Regions from separate parts of the Macaca mulatta genome. Here region 2 is linked to region 1. A link is a contact called in public Hi-C data. All regions are on one chromosome and are shown on one strand. The core of a region is the stretch at or near the end of the contact, and the rest is flanking DNA. Distances in the headings are between cores, read along the strand shown. Region 1 holds the start of GMNN (geminin DNA replication inhibitor). Region 2 holds the start of C4H6orf62 (chromosome 4 C6orf62 homolog).

Region 1 (2,747 bases), core at 135-2,634:
ACATTTTACCTTGTGTCCTGGCGCGCGCGCACACACATGTGCAAACAAAAAAGCTGAGGACAGGCCGGGCGCGGTGGCTTACATCTGTAATCCCAGCACTTTGGGAGGTCGAGGCAGGCGGATCGCCTGAGTGATCACCAAAGTGCTGGGAGGTCGAGGCAGACGGATCACCTGAGGTCAGGAGTTGGAAACCAGCCTGGCCAACGTGGTGAAACTCCGTCTCTACCAAAAATACAAAAATCAACCGGACACGGTGGTGCTCGCCTGTAGTCCCAGTTACTCGGGAGGCTGAGGCAGAAGTATCGCTTGAAGCCGACAGGTGGAGGCTGCAGTGAGCCGAGATTCTGCACTCCAGCCTGGGCAACAGAGTGAGACTCCGTCTCACAAAAAAAAAAAAAAAAAAAGCTTAGAAAACAAAACAATCTAATTTGTGCGGGCACCCTGCTATTTTCTACTGCATTTAATGTTAAGAAAATGCGGTTTGGGCCCCCGTAAACAGACCCCAGGCAATGTTCTTCAAACTGTGGGTCGTGGGTCGTGAGTCGTGATCTCAAAATCATTTAGTTAATCATGAGCAACACTGCTTAGAAAAATGCAACTGAACAGAATGGAATTGAAAAGATGAGAAATAGTGCTTCCATCAACGTCTCAGTTGGTTAGATGGCTGTGTCCTAGGTTGCGATGTAAAATGTACTTTAGTATGAAAAAAGCTGAAAACCACTTAGCAGTCTAATCCTTCACAAGTTTCCCACGCCTATCAGCGACCTTGCACCCTTACTTGCTTGTTATTCTCTAGTTTCTTTAATAGCTAGATTAAAAACCCCGGCATAGGACAGGGATCCATGCGAACCTCGTATCAGCAACGCCAGTATCCGTTTAATGGGAGACGCAGAATTCAGCGACCTCTTCCCACGAGCCAAATTTGCAGATCCCTCAGATCAGGACCAGCCACTTAACTGCCAAGAGGATGGATGCCTAGCCTCATCCCCACAGCTAGGCACGCCCAGGCTGAGTCCCTCACCAGCGTTGCACTCCCCAAGCCCGGACCCAGCCAGCTGGTCCCGGAGGCCCAGCGCCAGGCTAGGGGGCGGGCAGTGTGGCCCCGCGCGCCCGACCTACCAACCGCGGCGCGCGACCCAGGAACTGCGCCAGCCAGCCAATAGGGAGCGTGGAAGTGAGAGCGCGCCAAACCCGACCCAGCCAATGGGGCAGTCCCTTGACTCACCTCCTTACCCTGCCGCGCCACCAGCGACCTTTCAACAACCCCTTCGCCCTTACCCCGGCCGCGGCCCCGCAGCTGTCAAAGTAGGACGCGGCTTCAGAGGGTGGCCGGAACGAAACCGAGTCGTCTAGGGGCTGTGCACCTTGCGCCCCTGCGTACCCACTTCCTGCCGCCTCTTGCACACTTACTAGGTGGAGACGCTCAATCCTCGTAGCGAACGCTGTGGCTGCAGCACCTTGAAAAAGACCACAGCTCACCTACGCTGATCCCCACTGTCGCTGGAGTGTCCCGCGCGCTCTGCAGCAAAGCCCTACCAACTCCGCTTGCCAGCGCCGAACAACCACGTGACCAACTGACGCACGAGAGGCGGGGCCTCTGGAATCCCGCGAATCGCCTCTCCCCTCGGTCCCGCCCCTTCCTGCGCCTGCGCGGTCGACAGTAGCGAGTACTAAGACCGTGGGGATTTTCTGCTACCTGGGAAGTCTGTGCCCTTTGACCCTCCCCTCTGACCCAGCTCTCGGAACTTCCTTAAAATGCAAAGTTTTAGCCCTTTACGAAAGGGAGAAAGATTTGCCTCCATTAGTCGTTAACACCGGAAGAACAAAATATTGTATGTGCATATGTATTAATATGTAGTACACGACATACATTTGTGTAAAGCCCTGGCTCCACGGACTCGTAGTTGTATTAGGGGCTTTTATATTTTGGCTTTTTGTGTTTTGACTATGGTATGGTGCAGGAGGAATTGTTCAGGGAGACAATGATCAGTTAATCCTGCAGCTATTCATTGAGCGCCTTATACGTGCCAATTACTACTGTTCTAGGCACTGAAATTACAACTGCTGTTGCAGTTTGAAGGAGCAGAAACATCTTGGTAATAATTACGTCTAGCCTTTTCTTTATTTTTTTTTTTTATTATTATTTTTAATTGAAACGGAGTCTCGCTCTGTCACCCAGGCTGGAGTGCAGTGGCACGATCTCGGCTCACTGCAATTTCTGCCCCCTGGGTTCAAGCGACTCTCCTGCCTCAGCCTCTCGAGTAGCTGGGATTAGAGGTGCCTCCCACCACGCCCGGCTAATTTTTGTATTTTTTAGTAGAGACAGGGTTTCACCACGTTGGTCAGGCTGGTCTCGAACTCCTGACCTCGGGTGATCCACCCGCCTCGGCCTCCCAAAGTGCTGGGATTACGGCCTCCCACCGCGCCCAGCCTGCCTTTTCTTTTCTTTTACTTTTTTTTTTTTTTTTTTGGAGACGGAATCTCACTCTGTTGCCCAGAGTGGAGCGCAGTGGCGCAATCTCGGCTTACTGCGACCTCCGCCTCCTCGGTTCAAGCGATTCTCTGCCTCAGCCTCCCGAGTAGCTGGGATTACAGGCGCCCACCACCACTGCGCCCCGCCTGCTTTTTTTTATTTTATAAAATTATCAACCAGGCTTGGTGGCTCACGCCTGTAATCCCAGCACTTTGGGAGACTGAGGCGGGTGCAGCACCTGAGGTCAGGAGTTGGAGACCAGTCTGGCCAACAT
Region 2 (2,700 bases), core at 67-2,566, 59 kb after region 1:
AAGTTATTTGGAAACCTCAGGACTCTCATCCTTTGGTTCTGGACAATTTATATTAAAGGGTGAGTACCAGTTATTCTTTTGGCTCATGGCTGAAATAATGTTATTACAGCTGATCTATTTTGACTTCACGAAGTGAAAAGTAGTAATTGGGGTCCCAATTGACTTCTAAAATCTCAGCAGAGTAGCCAATGAGCACATAAGCATTGCTTATGTGGAGTATTGACCTTTGCTAAGTACTTACATAACTGTGTTTTAATGAGCACATTGGAGCTTTGAAAAATGGACTCTTTGGGCCAAGGACGTGCGATTCGGCAGCAAACGTTTCGTTGAAGACAGTGAACCACCTAAGGGGCAGGCTGTAAGTCTGAGGTCCTGGGGGATCCTAACAGAAAGTGTGTTCTGACAGCAGTGGGTAAAAATCCACGAGTCGGACTGGACTGCTCCTCTCCTAAGCCACAGCAGCAACGTCTGTACAAGGTCTTTGACCTTGTTCGAAGCTTGAGGACCGCCCTCCCTGCCTGCGCACGTGGCGGGGTGGGGACAGAGGCAAGTGGCACTAATATGAGACATCTGCTCCAGCACGCCGTTTAAATTACAGGTGTCGAAATGAGTTCTGGGTTTGCTGCCGCAGGATACCGCGGGAGCGACCCCAAGAAGAACTAACAATTATAAGAATCGAAATAAGAATCTTCCAATCTTCCAACACACACTCTCCTTTTCCTTCTTTGCTCCGCCCCTACGCTCGCCCACTCTCCGCCCACTTCCCCAGTTTTGGCCCGCCCAGGTCGCTGGTTCGGCTCTGTCCCGCGCCCAGCCTGACTCTGAGAGGCTGACGAGACTCGGGAAGTGCGACTCCATCCGGGTGTTTTGTTGAGGCTGGTAGAGGGCGTGCTTTTATGATGTCATCGGGGCGGGGCGAAGAGCCAACTCAGGAGACCGGGACTTCCTGAAGAAGGGGGGCGGAGGAGTGGCGGGGAGACCCTTTCCACGCCCCTTGGACACTCCATACTGGAGGAGAGAGGCGTCTCAACACTCAAACTCCCTTTTGAGGCGAGATTACTGAAATGGAAAGGTTAAATTCAAAGACTCAACTTTTAAAAGACCTACTGCTATTCTGTCCTCTTGATCTGTTTTCCTGTTTTTCGATAACCTTGCAAAGTTTCCCACCTCCAATCCTTTCTCCCCCTTTGATTCTGTGCAAATGGTGGGGTCCCAGAGGACGCGCAGTCGCAGTCACACCGGGGCGGTGCCGGTGAGAGGCGGGTGACGCAGCGGCCTCGCTGCCATTTTAAGTTGTTTGTTCTCGGTTCTTTCTCAAACGCGACTCTGCCCCGGACCCGGGAGGCGCCCGAGGCCGTCGCCGCTTCTGCAGCCACCGGTGGGGGGGGGAACGAGGCAATACCGCCGCGGAGGCTCACCAACAGCTTCGGCTTTTCCCCCCTCCGGGTCTCCTCGACTTTTTCTGAGAGCCGGAATCCGACTGTAGGGGGAAGAAAGACTCAAGAGCAGATGCTTGAACTGAAATAACTTTATTTTGGGGGGTTACTTCGCTGACCCTTAGCGCAGGGCTTCCTTTCCCTTCCCCCTCCTCCGCCAGTACCGATCCAACTCCCCATCTTTCTTCTCGTTTTTCCTCTTTTTCTTTTTCTCTCCCTGTTGCCGCTGTCTCCGCGTCCTTCCCCTCCGTCGCCGCCCAGGGCGCCGAGCCAGACTATGGGTCCCAGGTGGGGGCTGAGCGGCGGCAGCAGCGCGGGCGGTCCAGTCACAGTGCGCACTGCAGCGGGGATGGAGGGGCTCAGTTGGCTGGTGGTTTTCTCTTGACATGGCTCCTGCCCGTGCTACGAGCAGCGCCCCCGCCGCCGCCGCCGCCTCTTCCGCCGCCGCCACCGCTCCGCCCGCAGGCTGCGGCTAGAGGGCCCAAACCCCGCCCGAGAGTCGGTCCGTGAGTCCCGGGCTTCGCGGGGACAGGGAGGGGATTTCCCTGTCACCCACCCTGCCCTAACTGCCTCAGTTCCACCCCCTGCCCCTCGGGAAACAAACTAACGACCCCACCCTAAACAATCCAAACTCTGGAAACATGGTCTGTTCAACGAGAGAGAGCTAATCCGGGAACTTAATTTTTGGGGGGGAGGGTGGGTGGGCTTACTTTAGAAGTAATATTAACACAATTATTTTCTTTTTTTCCCCACTGAACCTTCCCATTTACCCTCTCCCGCCTACTCCACCCGGGCGGGAATTGTTTCCACGATGAAATGAGTGAAAACCTGAGTGATCCTGTGTCTCCCGTGGTGCGAGTGAGTCGCTGCCGCTGAAGGCAAGGGGTGGGGGTGGGACCTGGAGGGGTGGAAGGCAGGTGGTCTCCGGGCACCGCCTGGGATTTGGGAGAAGAACCCGCCACCTTTGCCTCGGCAATGCTCACAAGAAGATAAATCGCACTCCCCATCATCTTGAACGGGGGCAAATCCACAGGGAAGTCTCCCTTGGGGAATGTAGGACTAGTTGCAGGCTGGGGGTGTTGGGAACCCGGGCATTAATCAGGTCTAACCACAGAGCCGGAGTAATTAATACCGTATTATATACCCCTTTTCCTTTTGCCATCATGATTCTCCTTGGCAGCAGCGTTAGCAGCCGCCAGAGGGTGAAAATGTGGGTGATGGGGAAGTTGGTAATGACTCCGCTGTTTTTTCTCATGGCTCCTTT

The links. Hi-C and Micro-C count contacts between places; a contact is called where the count stands out from the background.
Region 2: a Hi-C map of fetal cortex germinal zone shows a contact between it and region 1, with 2.5 times the contacts expected there. The contact joins the promoter of C4H6orf62 here to the promoter of GMNN in region 1. A contact is called at or near these places in 2 of 14 Hi-C or Micro-C datasets (cortical neurons and fetal cortex germinal zone).

What each region holds. Positions count from the first base shown.
Region 1 is chr4:158,326,119-158,328,865 of T2T-MMU8v2.0, forward strand. It overlaps GMNN (geminin DNA replication inhibitor), which reads right to left and starts at 1,385. Exons shown (of 7, transcript NM_001258199.1): 1 at 1,279-1,385.
Region 2 is chr4:158,385,111-158,387,810 of T2T-MMU8v2.0, forward strand. It overlaps C4H6orf62 (chromosome 4 C6orf62 homolog), which reads left to right and starts at 1,317. Exons shown (of 5, transcript NM_001194185.2): 1 at 1,317-2,700.